Regions from separate parts of the Xenopus tropicalis genome. Here region 1 is linked to region 2. Evidence: chromatin contacts called from public Hi-C data. All regions are on one chromosome and are shown on one strand. The core of a region is the stretch at or near the end of the contact, and the rest is flanking DNA. Distances in the headings are between cores, read along the strand shown.

Region 1 (7,059 bases), core at 116-2,615, 79 kb after region 2:
AGCGACTACAAACACACTTGGCGTCTGACAGTAGGTCTGTGCCTGGGGAATCCGTCTGGCAGCGCAGATGAGCATTTTGGCACAGGAACTGCTGAGAGCTGAGCACTGTAAATCCTCCTCACTGTAACAGGCAGCAGGGAACCGAACAAAGGATTAAGTAGCAGGGAAGAGGGAGACCCTTGTCCATACTGCCATCCTCAGCCTCCCTTACATCTAGTAACTAACAGTAATGCCCTCAATGCCGGGCTTGCCCTTTGCTTCCAAACCAATTCACTTTCCCACTTTTTTGTTTGCTGACAACCAACAACAATGTAGCACAATGTAACACAATGCAACCCCTGCCAAGCCATTCACTGCTCTTCCTAATAGGTGACATTCGTGTAACCTGCCTACAGCCTGAACCAGTAGAACTGCTTTGTGCTTGTGCGATACCCTGCTCCAGGGCAGAGGCAGGCAGTGGATCAATTGACAGGGAGCAGGGACCTACAGCTGCCTGGGTTCCTGCTGAAATATGGCTGCCTGGGGGTTATGAGAGTTGTAGTGCAACAGAAGCTGTGAAAATTCCCTCATATAAAGAATGACAAGTGCAATGTAGTGCCAGCGCCTAATGTAACATAATAAATATTGATACACAGTCAATAAATTACCCCATCAAAAAAAAATCATAAATCTGCCTAGAGCATATGAAATAATTATTAGCATTAGGAATAAATATAATGTATTAGCACATATAGGAATGAGTGCAATATTCTCTGCTCAGTAGTTTGTCACTAAAAGAGAAATTAGAAAACAAACACATAAATAATGGGGTGGGGGGGAAGGGGGTACAGGAATGTATTAAGGAAAAGAGTTGCACTTGGGGAGATGTCAGTGCATAGAGGAGAAGCACAAAGCCAGTAGGGAGATGGCAGTAGGGACCTGGCAGTAGGGAGATGGCAGTAGGGAGATGGCAGTAGGGATGGAGGGTTAAAGCGAGGGTAATGGCAGCCCTTACCTGAGGAACTCCTGCAGGCAGGTGTCACAGAAGCGATGGCCGCACGTAGATACCTGCACAGGTTCCCGCATGGCTTTGCCACACAGGGGGCACAGAAACTTGCGCCGTAGCTTCTCCAGGAATTTGTAATCGTACCCCGGCATCCTGCCCGGGCTCCCCACTTCCTACTCCCGCCGGGGATCACCGAGTAGAGAAAGGGGGGAGGTTGCCGGCTCTCGGCCGCTAATCCAAGGTGGCTCTTTCTGCTCTGCCTGTAAGAAGGAGAGGGTAAGGGGAGCTCCTGTGTGCCCGGGGAGCCTGACTGATAAATCCAGCTGGGACACGGCTCCGCTACGCTCCTTCCCCGGTCTCAGGACCCAAGTGCCAGTTTAGCTGTCTGTGCAGGGACTCGATCTGTCTGCTCCTCCTGCTCGATCAGCTGCTCAAGGTACATCCAGCCGGGCCCCTCCCACGCCCGCTCAGGGAGGAGTCCATAGGCCCCACCCCCCGCCATGTGCTGATGGTTTATCTCTCAATGGGAAAGCCTCACTGCCCAATGGGAATGCTCCGAGGAGCCGCTGTCCTGCTCTCACAGTCAGGGGACAGGGAAGGGATAGCAGGTATATCAGGGTGGCATGGCGGTACCAATTGATATAGATGGTGTCCTGTCTATTGCCAGTCATTCCCAGTGCCCACGTCCCTGCTACTTATCCCTTAGGTTCCCTGCTGCCTGTTTGAGCGGTGCTTGTGCCCAAACGCTCCGCTGAGCTGCCATACGGATTCCCAACACTGAGTGTGTGCTGGGGAGTCACTAACAGGGTTTCTCATACAAACACGCACATTCGTATTGATAATAGCCCGTAACATTGTCAGCTTCTGTGGTTCTCTGACCATAGGACCATGTGTTTGCCAGGGCTGTGCCATGTACTGTTGCATGGATTGGTGGAAAAGGATGGCAGTGTGAAACCTCAATCTAACATCCTATGATTTTACCTTTTCCTCATTTTACAGTTTTTTGTGTGGCCCCACCAATATATAATATATTATCAGTGTCAGACCAGAAAACCTTACACTGTGACACTTGTCTCCAAACAATTTTTCCTTCTCCACTCACATTATTTATTCTCTTAATCACTTCCCCATACATATTGTTATTTATTCTTCCTTCTATCTATTTTCTTTGTTCTCAAATAGAAATTAGGAATGGCTGTGGTAAAGGCATACAAGGAAAATGGCTGTGTGAGCAGGAGGGCCCACTGACACCTGGGCCCACCGGGAGTTTCCCTGGTATCCTGGTGGGCCAGCCTGGCACTGAGTATTATACATTTTCCCAGTTTTACATTTTTTCTGTTCCCCCAAAAGCATAAAATATGATAATGAGTGTTTTGCACCAATGGCTTCAAACAACCCTGGTCTGGGATCCAAAATAAGCCCTGGCATTCCAGGTACACAGAGGCCTAAACAGCCCCCCACCCAGGGCTGGAACTAGAGGTAGCAGAGGGGCCATGTGCCTAGGGCGCTGGAGGGGGGGGGGTGGTGCTAGGCACATCCCTTTTTTCTACCAACCCCCACTCCAGGCCCTCCCTGCTTCCCAATAATGGCTCCCCAACAATCCCTTTCCATCTCCCCCATTGTCATCATCAGGTATGTGCGCTTGGAGAGGCAAGGCGGGGTGAAGCAAGGTGGCCTGCTGGGTTGCCCAGGGCTCTTACCAGCCCAATAAACAGTGACTGTATATGGCATCTTACAGCAGCCCCACTGGCATTTGCCAGAATTCACAGATTGCTGGTCTGGGCCTGGCTACAAGTCACCCAGCTTTTCTTTGTTCTGTACTCTTTTTACTTTACTCTGTTTTCACCATAAGGCCTCATCTGAGGCAATCAGAAGGACGGCTCCTACATCACAATGTGTGCACAAGAGCTGACTGACCTGGACCCTGCATGTAGATGTGCCCTTTACAGCAGCAGTTGTGGGCAGAGCAGGTACAGTAGGGCAACATGGCAACAAACATTTTATATTATTGCTGCACTGCAGCCCAAACTGTCACTGCTTCGTTGTTGTGATAAAAAACAACTCCCAGCACCCACCTACATCAGAAGGCTGTAGGGGGTCTGTTGGAACGTGTAGTTTAGCAACAGCTGAAATACTTGAAGTTGAACAGCCCTGCTTTATATAAATAGTTAACTACCATGGGAGCACTTACCGGTCAGCTCTGTTTGTGCTCAAACGTATTGCTGATACCCAGACAGCATGGATCCATCAAAAAACAAAATATACGGAGCAACTTCAACATCGCTGCATAAAATCACTGTTTATTGTATTCACTTAAAAACACATTGTGCGAGTGTCCAAAATAGGGGTTATACGCTTGAAGTTGAAGTTGCTCCGTATATAATAGTTGCCTTGGAGAGTCTCTTTGCCTTGTGCCCACAAGAACTAAAGACAACCCTAGCACCATAAGCTGGACTTTTCTCCTGTACTGTCTTTAAAACTGATTAAGGAAATTCAACTGTGCACAGACATCCGATAAATAACATAAATAAAACAAACTGCTTTCCCCGCATTTGCAAAAAAAAGGAATATTATTTGCAGTTACAAAGGTGAAATTAAAGGTGGATTTTCAGTAAGGATAGGGGAGGCTAATCCTCCACAAACCTGCTTGGCACCATAAAACAAAAATGGAGCCCTCATGAGACTGCATAGCTGGGAAACAAACCAATGTGTTTCAGTGCCAGTGTTATAGTGCAAGGGCCTGAATATCTGCCTTCAGTACCTACTGCATCTCACTGCATATATTGTGCTGGTTTTGTAAATACAGACTGCATTTCCTTGTACTGTATATCATGTGCATGGGATATCAGTACCCACTGCCTTTGTCTCTATAAAACTAACTAAAACACATTTGAGCTAACTTATCACAAACACAAATGGATGGAGAACCCCTCACAGAAGTGCATGTATGAATACTTCTACATCCTAAACATTTTAGGTTAAAAAAAACATTTCCATTCGTACTTGCACAGTATCCCTGGAAGTCAGTGGAAACCACAAGAGGAGCTTCATTTTTTACGCCAGCAGTGAATCCACTCACATTAGCTTTAGTCTATGTTTAGCTCATCTTTAGCCTCCCCAAACAAAAAAGTCACCCTCCGCCTATGAAATAGATGTAAGAAAATACCTTGAAATGCATGTAACTTATCACTTTAAGGTTCTTTCTGAATATTTACCCTTTCCCCTCAAGTGAAAACAAGGGAAAACATGTAAATCATTTTTACATATGAACTCATATAACAAGAGTCAGTAGATTATTTTCTATGCATTGTCACATGTATACACATGCTGGAGCTTCCCAGCTGATTAACCTGAGCAGCAAGTTCTATATAGAGAGTGAGCACATCAGCACCCCTAGTGGCCATATTGTCACATTGCTGTTGTGCTCTATGGAAATACCTGCTACACCTATGTATCTGTTGTGCTTCTGTATTTATAGTTATATAATCTGTAATTACTGCACAGCTCTGCCAAGTATGGGGCACTTAAGAAGTGCTAAAATACAGTAGGACTAAAGCCTTTGAAAAGGGAATCATGAGTGTAAATGCAGATACAGCAGCCCACAGGGCAGGCTGAGATTGGATATAGCAGCATATGTCCAGCAAGCAATAACAGAAAATAAACCTACAGTAAGTTATTGGGAGATTAGATCTATTCCAATAACTCACAACTTTCTATAGGAGTGAACAGAATCAATAAAATATTTAGAATTCCACTACAGGTATATCCAGTCCATTCTAGGAAATAAATACAGTATCTATGCACACAACCTCCCAGACATTGGATTTCATAGTTATCACTGTTCTTACTAGCCACTTGCTTGCTGATGGCTGTGCTGGTAGCTTTCTGGTATCAGATATCCCAGAAGTTTCGTTCTCACCTTCAGAGGCCAATTTCCTATTTCTGTTTTGCAAACATTCTACTAATTCATATAAAAATATTTATATGCATACATATTTATCATATACATGCATTGAAAAAGTCGCTAGACTTCATTCTGGAGAACCAAAGCGTGACCTTCTCTTATCTCATTTATTTGATGCCCTTAGGGTAATGGCACATGTAGGCAGAAAAAACACAACCATTAAAAAGTTCATTCTTGACACACTCCATATGAACCGATGCCCAACCTGGCCCACAAGCAAGACCCCAGTCCTGTGAGGATGTCACTAGAGGGTGGGTAATACAGGTATAGGGTTATAAAGGTTACGAAGACGATCTGTATTAGGAAGATTGTCCTGCAACTGCCTGCAACCAGGTTTTGTGATGGCAGGTTGGTCCAAAGCAGGCTCTGGCATTTCAAAAACACACCCAAACAGCCCAACACCAGTCAAATAAATAGTAACTGTTTATGGCCTGGTGCGAACACACTGACTAGTGGGTAAACCCATGAGTCTCAGGCTGACCCATGCAGCACTCATGGAAACTGCCTGACACAAGGAAAAATGTTTTGGATAATAGACCATGTTATAAATTTCCCTGTGTCCCACACTGTGTTACTTGATAAATAATAAGGTGTAAAGGTGGCTGTACACAGCCCAACATAACGATATCTGATTGGCCCTCAATCCAAATCCATAGATACAGTACAACAAGCAATACACGTGCATGTCCACCTTTCTATTTTTCTGTAAATATAGCCAGAAGTGAGATGGAGAAGACACAGAAATGGGAATATACAGGGAAGGAATATTCTGTGTCCATAGTTAGGCACATGATGGAGAAAGGAGAGACAAAACCGTATCCGCAGTCTATTTCGTGTGGGAAAGAGTACAATAAGGAATAAATAGTTAAAAGTAGCTGAGCTAACATTTATACAGTCATTCCCCGAAACCTATTATAAGTAAACTGGAATGCGCAGTAATGGTTTCTATCGCCAGTCTTATGTCTTAGGTATGCAGTTTGTTTAGAAAGACATAAAACGTACCATGCTGATTTTTGACTTCGCCTTTCATAACTTTTCACTTAAATCTTATTTTGTAAACCACTTGGAGACTAAGGCATTAAAGGCCAAGCTTTGGGAGCCTTTGGGTTGAAAAGTACCATGCTATTATCAGCACATACATGTTGCGTAATTACGGAGTTGCGCAGCAGTAGGAATTTCTGCATCTTTAAGAGGAATTAATCCTGTTTTCTTAAGCATTACCACAGATTCCATGGGCTAATGGCGTGGCACTCTCTGAATCATATGCTGCTCATCCTATCCACCTTGAAATGGGGAAATCCTGCTGCTTTTAGAGGGGCTGTAAAATTATTTGATGTTGCAGAAATGTTTGAAAAAGAGTAACCCTTTTAGTCATCATTTTATATTTATATATCTACATTTTTCCTCTGGTAGTAGATTCTGGGATCTGTAGTTTTGCAACAGTGAGAGTATCAATGGAGAAGCTGAGAAGCCATTGGGAAACATAATTTTGCAGACTGACTAAGTTTAGTAATACCCCAGGTCAGGCCTGGACTGGCTATCTGTGGATTCTGCTGTAAGATGCCATAGACACTGTTTATCAAGCCTTTGGTCTTGAAATGCCAGGACCAATTTTGAATCCCAGTCCCGACCATTTCTACATGGGTAAAAGCTACCAATAATAGGGGTGTAAGTGTTTCTTATATGGATAGGGCCAGACTTAGGGAATCTTAAATCATAGATATATTTCCCTTCTGTTCTCTCAACCCCCATTCTCCCCAGTTTCCTTCAACCTGAACAATCAGGGGAATCAGGTGCTCATGTTATATATCAAGAGATCACAAGCACAGACCACAAAGCGCACTTTTCCCAAACAGGGTGTGAGTGTTTACCCCTAATTCTGGCCCTGTGTACAGACCTTGCCTCTAGCATTGGTAAATGAGCTCTCTGTTGCCAGTGACTGGAATTGCTGAGATGTCCATTCATGCTCACCAAATGAAGTGCCAATGGGACATCACTGGGAACAACTGACAAACATCTGAAGCAAAATAAGATCAACAACAAAATGTTTGATCACCTGCAACATTCATAGTAAAGTGTCCGTTCTGGACGTTAACATTGTATTGGCCAA
Region 2 (7,660 bases), core at 3,929-6,428:
ACCAGGTAGTTATTTTGAATTCCTGACTTGGTGGCAAGTTTTGGTTGAATAAAAACAAGATTTACTACCAAATAAAGCCCCCTGTAAGCTGATAGTGTGCATAGAGGCCCCTAATAGCCAATCTTAGCCCTATTTGGCACCTCCATGAACTTTTATGGTGCTTGTGTTGCTCTCCAAGTCTTTTCACATTTGAATGTGGCTCACGAGTAAGAAAGGTTGGGGATCCCTGCTCTAGTCTATCCAATTATTCTTTAGCTGTACAGGATTTTATCCCTAAGAACAAAACAACAGTATAGACAGCAGGCTTAATACAGTACTTTAGTTCAGGTCAGAAATTCTGTTTGTGGACACCCATGGGAACAGATACTGGAGCCACACTATAATAGATGGAGGGGGGGGGTCCATAAGGGGTGGGGTTGTGACATTAAAGGGGCAAAGTTGTGACATTAAAGGGAAGAGTCAACTTGTCAAGCCTGGATTGACTGTGGATTTGATGAGTATATGCGCTGAGAAAGGGAGAAATGGGGCACATTGGAGGCACGCTGGGGGCAGATTGACTAATTATTATGAATTTATCAGCAAGTATATTGTTGGTAAATTTGTATTTCCAGGCTTGACTAAGCTAGGCTGGTTAAATACTGGCCAGGTGGCAACCCCATGGACAGATCCCACATAAAGTGTATGCAGGGCTATCACAGTATCCTTGCACAAATCATGCCATAAAAACAGGTAGGGAATTGTTTCTAATCCACAGCCTATAACAGAGGCTCTAGCAGAACATTTAAATGACAGACACTCTGACCTGGTGGAGGTTTAGGGTGAAGACACACGGAGCTACTAGTAGCAGCTACTTGTAGTGGCTACCAAAATAGACAGTGCTGATCATTTACTGATAACAGTCTCAACATGTGTTTTAGCAGAGGCAATTCTCATTATTGTCTATGGCAGGGTATTATTTGGCATTTAGGGCAGGGGTACACTGGGAGATTAGTCACCCACAACAACGAATATTTGTCGCTGGGCGACTAATCTCCCCATGTAACCCTGCCCTTAGTAGCCATGAAAAAGTAGCTGCTACTAGTAGCTCTGTGTGTCTTCACCCTTATACTGGGAAGACCCTCTGTAGATAACATCAAGAGAATACTCACCCTGACAGCAGTTGCTAAAAATGCAGTTAAACAATCTGTGCTACAGTCTCTGCTGGGAGAATTAGGCTGATGTCCCAGGGAGAGAATAGTAGCTCATGATAGATCTCTGCTACCATGGGGGACTAGTCTCTCCGAACACTTCGATTTTCTGAAGTCACATGAAGTTTGCTCCTGCAGGGTGGAAAGGCATTTCGGAGAGATTAGTCATGGCGGTCGAGACTAATCTCTCTATAGGACATTACCCTTAGGCAGGGAAAATCAGTCCACTGAAATTAATATAGTAGAGGCCACAACACTGGACCATTTTGCAATTAGTAAGGAGTTTATATAGAAACATTCAGACAGAGTTGAGAATGGGGATAACAATGTCACATTTACATATTCAATTTAAATGTAAAAACCCAGCTGACACGCACCTAGGCTCCTGAAACAGCCAGGATATAAAAAAGGCGAACAGTTGCCCCATGATAGAGAGAACGAATCAAGTAATGGTTGGAGGAATATGGGCCTTTTGCAAGGTGGCATATACCTTTCGAAAATCAGCCTACTGGCAAGGACCTGTTACCTGTGAATGGGATGCAGGGGGCGTTAAATGCTTTTATTTGGCTGGGGTAGAAAGCAGGGCTGTGGAGTCGGTAGATAAATTCTCCGACTCCGACTCCTCAGTTTCTGATACTTCCGACTTCCGACTCCTCCTATGCTAATGTATTTTATACATTCATACAGGCAATGAAAAGCATGCTTCATGGTCACGCAACGTGTTCGTTTATGCACTGCGTGCATTGGGCTTTATTCTTATAGCAGAGAAGTAATTAATTTATGACTGTTTGTGAATTGGGACATTTAAACTTGCTTTATTTTTTTATTTTTTATTCCCATTTAAATTTAGTAGGAGTCGGTTCATTTTTTGCCGACTCCGACTCCAGGTACCCAAAATTGCCTCCGACTCTGACTCCTCGACTCCGACTTCTCGACTCCGACTCCACAGCCCTGGTAGAAAGCCTGTATCAGTAGCCAAGCCCTTAGAAGGATTAGGGGCCTGCAGAGGTATGTATTATAAAGTAGTCCAATGGGCCTGCATACAGGCATGGGATATGGTAACAGGAAATCCCAGGTGGATTCAAACATAACAAACATTGTTCAATCGAGAAATTCTTTAAAATTCTTTCGTAACTTGGAAAAAGAACAATTTAAATATGAGACCACAGGGAAAACCCATAAGTCATTCTTTACATGTCTGGTGCTTGATCAGATATTAGAATAAGCTCCATCATGAGAGAACTGTAATAACACAGCACTATATAATAATGTGTGGATTAGTAAGTGGTTTAAATGGGCTAGGAGGTCTGTTCATATGGGGCAGAATTCAATTTTTTTATTATACATTATATAATGACAACCTATTAGGCAGAATGCTAGCCGCAAAGATATGTGTAGCTACCAGATACATCACTGCAAGATCCTGCGGAGGCTATGTGACATAACTGTTTCCCAGGGCTTATTTATGCCCATAAGTGCAGTGAGCAAAGTGCAGTTTCACAGGCAATTGCCATGTTTGCAACACAATGCAGTGTTATTGCGTCAGAAGGGGGCAAAGCACTTGGTGCAATTCTGCTGCACCTGATGCAATTGCGACCGATTTGCCAAAAATGTACATTTTGTTGTATGTTGGACACAAATGTGCAGAAGCCTGTCTGGTGCCATTTCCAGTGTTTGGCGTGCAAGCTGCTGCCTAGTCACAAGATGGCTGTGGCTCCAGGGTTCCCCTGCATCAATAGGTGCAGTGGCGTTTAATTCGGACCGGGTGGCATGAAGGTATGAGCAAAAAGCATTTTGACCCAAGTACCTTTTATGAAAGTGGTTCTATGGTTTTTGCCCAGGCCAAGGCAGCCAGGTGCCCTATGTGACCTGACCGACCACCTCCCCTTAATGCTCAGAATGTCTGAATGTCATATATATATATTGATAATAGGTGAGTGCAGAGAACCTCTCTGGGCTCTGATTGGCAGGGTATATTATCTCATATGCACCAGTGTAGATTTGAGTATGGGAGGGTAACTGAGTACAAAAAAAGATTCAATACCCACAGGCAATTATAAATGTATTTGGGCTCTTTTATGCTTTTCCGCTGCACAGGAACATAATTGTTATTTCATGCTGGGCATATCTGTAATTCAGGGAGGGGACAATGATGCTGAAAAGGGAAAATATTTTTCGATCTTTTCCTGGGTTCGGTATTTGATAGTGATTGTTCAAATAAACAGTGGAATACATTATGTGACCTCATAAAACAGGGCAGGGGTGGTAGGTGCGGGGAGTGTGACATGGGGTGTGGGTGTAGAGTGTGAGCTGGGTGAGACTGCTCGCAGGGGAGTACGATGAGTAACCTGAGCCGTGATTCATGCTGATAGCAGGTAACATTAGCAGCCGCTCCTGCCTCCATATGTATCACATAGTGACTGCCACCGCTTATAGCACCCCCTGCGCTGTCACACTGCTCAGTTGGGTAATTGTAAGAAGCACATCATTGCCTTCCCTTTGGAGAAGTGGTACATTTTGTCCTACACCTCTGCCGGCGTGTCAGCAGTATTCATCTCTCGTGGATTTATTCATCACCCAAGTGTAGGTGGATTTCTGTACAACGTAAAACTTACTGCAGTTTTTTCCAAGAAAGAGATCAGCAGCCTCCGACTCCTGAGCTGTCACTATAATTCCCACACAGATGGTTTTTTTGGTGCTACATAAATAAAGGATAATACAGGTATAGCATCTGTTATGCAGAATGCTTGCGACCTTTGATAAGGGCCTGGGGCTGATTAAGGGATCCTTCCATTCTTTGGATCACTATACATTAAGTCTGCTAAAAATCATTTAAATCATTTAATCATTTAAACATTAAATAAACAAGTAGGATTATTTGCTGCCAATATGGATTAATGCAGCTTAGTTTCCATCAAGTGCAAGGTGCTATATTATTATTGCAGGGAAAATTGCTTAAATTGCTGTGTGAGAAGGCTTTTCCATAAGTCACATCTTTCTGGATAATGGGTCTCAGGATAAGAGATCCCATACCTGTAATAATTATGTAAAAGTATTGTGGAATTTCTTGCTCTAAGGTTCATTACTGTAGAGATGTGTTGATCCTGTGTTATTCTCAGTAACGTAACTAAGACCTCCCGGGCCCTGGTGCAGGACATGCAACCGGACCCCCCACTCCTCCTCGGGATACATACTGCCACTAGGTGCAATCACACCCCCTGCTCCCCTGGTAGTTATGCCCCTGATTATTCCTTTTTAATTTGTGCTCACTTTCCCTTCTCCTTTTAGATTGTAAGCTCTGTTGAACAGGGCCCTCTTTACCTCCTGTATATGTAATTTGTAGTGGGTCAGTGCCCTAATCCAGCCCTCTACCCTACACCCCCATGTATGTCAAACCTTTTGCCCCTCGTGTCCACTGTTCCCCACCATTTCAGGTAGGAGAGCGGGGGAGGAGAGATTTCTATAGAGCAGGCAGACCCCCACGGTCCGCCCCCCCTGCCCCCTGCGACCATGGGGGTCTGCCTGCTCTATAATTTGCCTGATTGCTTTATATACCCATCTACTGTGCAGCCCTGTGGGCTATGCTGCCATACATTAGATCCCACCTAGTAGAAGGAAATTTTTTTTTCACATACCTCATTATAATAAAGTGGTGAAGTTGTACAAAGAAGTTTGTGTAGCCACTGACCAGGCAGGGGCCATAAAAAATTCCTTTGAGGGCCACATTAGGCATCCAAGCTTTCTGCTGGACAACCCTGCACTGGGGAGATGTTTCTCACCTATGTGCAAATCCCTCAGTGATGGGGTTTGAGATGAAATTACACATGAAACTTTGCTGTATATCGGCCACAGGCTAAACTCACAGGCCACAGGCTAAACTCACAACTAGGAGCCAAAAGGCCTTTAGACAGGAACGCTCTGCTGCTTCTCTCTAGTAAGTAGGTGACAATTAGAGGAATGTGGCTCTCCAGATGCTCTAATCACTATTGATGTGGCAATCCTGGACCTTTGTTGGAGGGATTGTGAGGGGTAAAAAGGGAAAGGTCATATAGTGGCGTCTGTATTGTATGGGCTATTTAACTCCTTTCTCCCAGAATGCCATGTGCTCAATGAGGGGGGCAACCACAGTACTTCAAAGCTTAAAATCTTAACTATACTTAGCAAGCCATGAAAAAGCTTGGTAATCATTACATAGGCACCTAATAACAGTGTTGCCAGTTAGGGTCTTGTGAAACATGGATGTCTGACCTGCAGTCCAGGCTTTGACTGGGATTCGAAACAGGCCCTGGTATTCCAAGCACACAGAGGCCCAAACAGCCCCCCCACAGGCCCAATAAATAGTGACTGTCTATGGCATCTTACAGCAGCCCCTCTGGCATTTGCCAGAACCCACAGATTGCCAGTTTGGGCCTGCTGCAGCCCTGACCACAGCCATATGCCTGGGGAGATGGGAATTGTAGTTCAGCTACAGCTAATGGACCACAGATTAGATATGCCTGATCTAATCCCATTCTTTTAGGTACTTAACACTGAGTTCTGATTTTTCACTGAATGGAATGCATATTTTAAATAAATATTTGGTATAAATTGATAAAGGGGTCTTTTTAAAAGTTTGTATTGGTTGCCCGCGAGGTTCCACCCTTGGCTCATACAATTCCTCCCTATTTGGACTTTTCCTTTGAGACAGAAGAAAGAACCTCTATTCAATGTGCGTGCACACACAGTGCCGGCTTTCTTAATTACCTAAAGGTAGGTGCTCTGCATTTCCATCACACCCATGTAAGATGTGGGATGCTTGGGTATTTTAAAGAAACAGGCGGGGTTAAAAAAAATATTTTGTAAGATATGCAAAATGCAGTAATAGAACAGATTACTCTGTAGATTTCCCAGCCGGCTGTCCTTATATTGTTGTATTTATCCCATTATTTATTTATCCAGTCTCTCATACCTGGCTTAAATCATGCGGCCATTACCTATTTTTACATTTGCCAAGACACAGAGAAATAATGTTTATTCAGTGACTTTTCATTTTCTTTCTTGAACAAATGTTTGTCAGGACTTTGGATTTTAGGTGTTCCCCTCAGCAGGTCATCTGGCTTTCTAATATAATCAGTGGGTCATTTATTAATTATTAGGGGTTATTCTGAGCACTTTATTCATCTGCACATTTGCCTCCATTCACATTCTCAGGATTAGCCAGTGTTGCAACTACTGGAGGTGGCACTGCACCAGCTCCTGCACCACCACAGGGCTCTTTTGCAGACACAGGCAATTTGGAAGGTAGGTGGGGGGGCAGTTTGGAGTGTTGGGGTGGAGGGTGCAAACTCTACACCTGAACCCACATTTAAAGATTAAAATTGATTTGCAATAAAACAGCACACCACAATTTTAGCATATTATATACATGATTTTACTGATTCTTGATACCTGTGCTAAATTGACAAACCATTGCCAAAGGGACAAACCATTCAAATCCCTTGTTCCATCTGCCATTCTATTTAATCCTTAGAAACAGCCCACTACATGCCTAGAATTCTAACTGTATGTCACATGGTATATAGCTGCATCAGTAAGGCACAACCCAACTAGAGGAAATTAGGGTAATCTAATCTCAAAATAATGCTTTTATGGACTGTTTTTAGCTGCAACATTGTGCAATAAAGATGATTATTGGATTAAAAGTGGGTATCTAACCCATGGCCTTCCAACTGTTTGTGAACTGCAATGCCAACAACCCAAAACATGCCATGGCAGGCTGGGATTTGTCATCTAAGGAGAAACACTTTATAGTCTGGGCTCTTTGTGGTACAGTTGTAAGACTTTAACTATTTACTGCATTTTTGGGGGTAAAAACACAAAAAATGCGTTGACCCCCCCCTAAAACAATATATTTTTGGAAATATGACTATGAAGATTTTCATTCATCCAGGTCATGGTGTATCTAGTATAAATAAATCTAAAGCAACTGGACTTGTTAAGTAATCATTGAAGACGTTTCACTACTCATCCGAGCAGCTTCTTCAGTTCAACTGACTGGTATGGGAAGTCCTCAGCATATATACTCTTCTCTCCTAATCCAACCACATTTTTGGAAAGTGCACATTCTGGTGAAATCAAAATGAAAACCCTTGAAAATTGCAACAAACATTCCGCTTTGAAGCACCTTATCTCCCACATAACATTAGGTACCAAGAAAAAACTTCCTAAATATGAAAGCCAAAGGTCCACTGAACAGTTTGATGCCAATGTGCATAGGATCACCGACGTATCTGTTAATTAGAGACCCCAAAAAGAAGCTAAAGCATACAAATTGCCCCGGAGATCTCTTTAAATACTGAAAATTCAACATATTTACTGATTTTTTTGTGGGGTAAATACACAAAAAAATATATTGACCCCATAAAACCATATACTGTATTTTTGGAAAGTACACATTCAGTTGAATTCAAAATTAAGTACCAAGAAAAACCATC

Evidence for each region. A called contact is a pair of places that touch in the nucleus more often than the background predicts.
Region 1: a contact with region 2 is called in a Hi-C map of neurula embryo, with 1.8 times the contacts expected there. The contact joins the promoter of traf4 here to the enhancer-like site in region 2. A contact is called at or near these places in 4 of 5 Hi-C or Micro-C datasets (brain, gastrula embryo, neurula embryo and 1 more).

Annotation. Positions count from the first base shown.
Region 1 is chr2:34,226,192-34,233,250 of UCB_Xtro_10.0, forward strand. traf4 (TNF receptor associated factor 4) reads right to left here and starts at 1,366. Exons shown (of 7, transcript NM_001005074.1): 1 at 995-1,366. The coding sequence starts at 1,137.
Region 2 is chr2:34,143,378-34,151,037 of UCB_Xtro_10.0, forward strand. No RefSeq gene overlaps it. Among named protein-coding and RNA genes, the nearest start is that of fam222b, 50 kb to the left of the region's middle. Within about 2 kb of position 5,179, at least 1 of the 11 cell types and tissues checked has an H3K27ac peak or open chromatin away from gene starts, as enhancers often do. A contact at or near this core is called in neurula embryo, where this site is marked.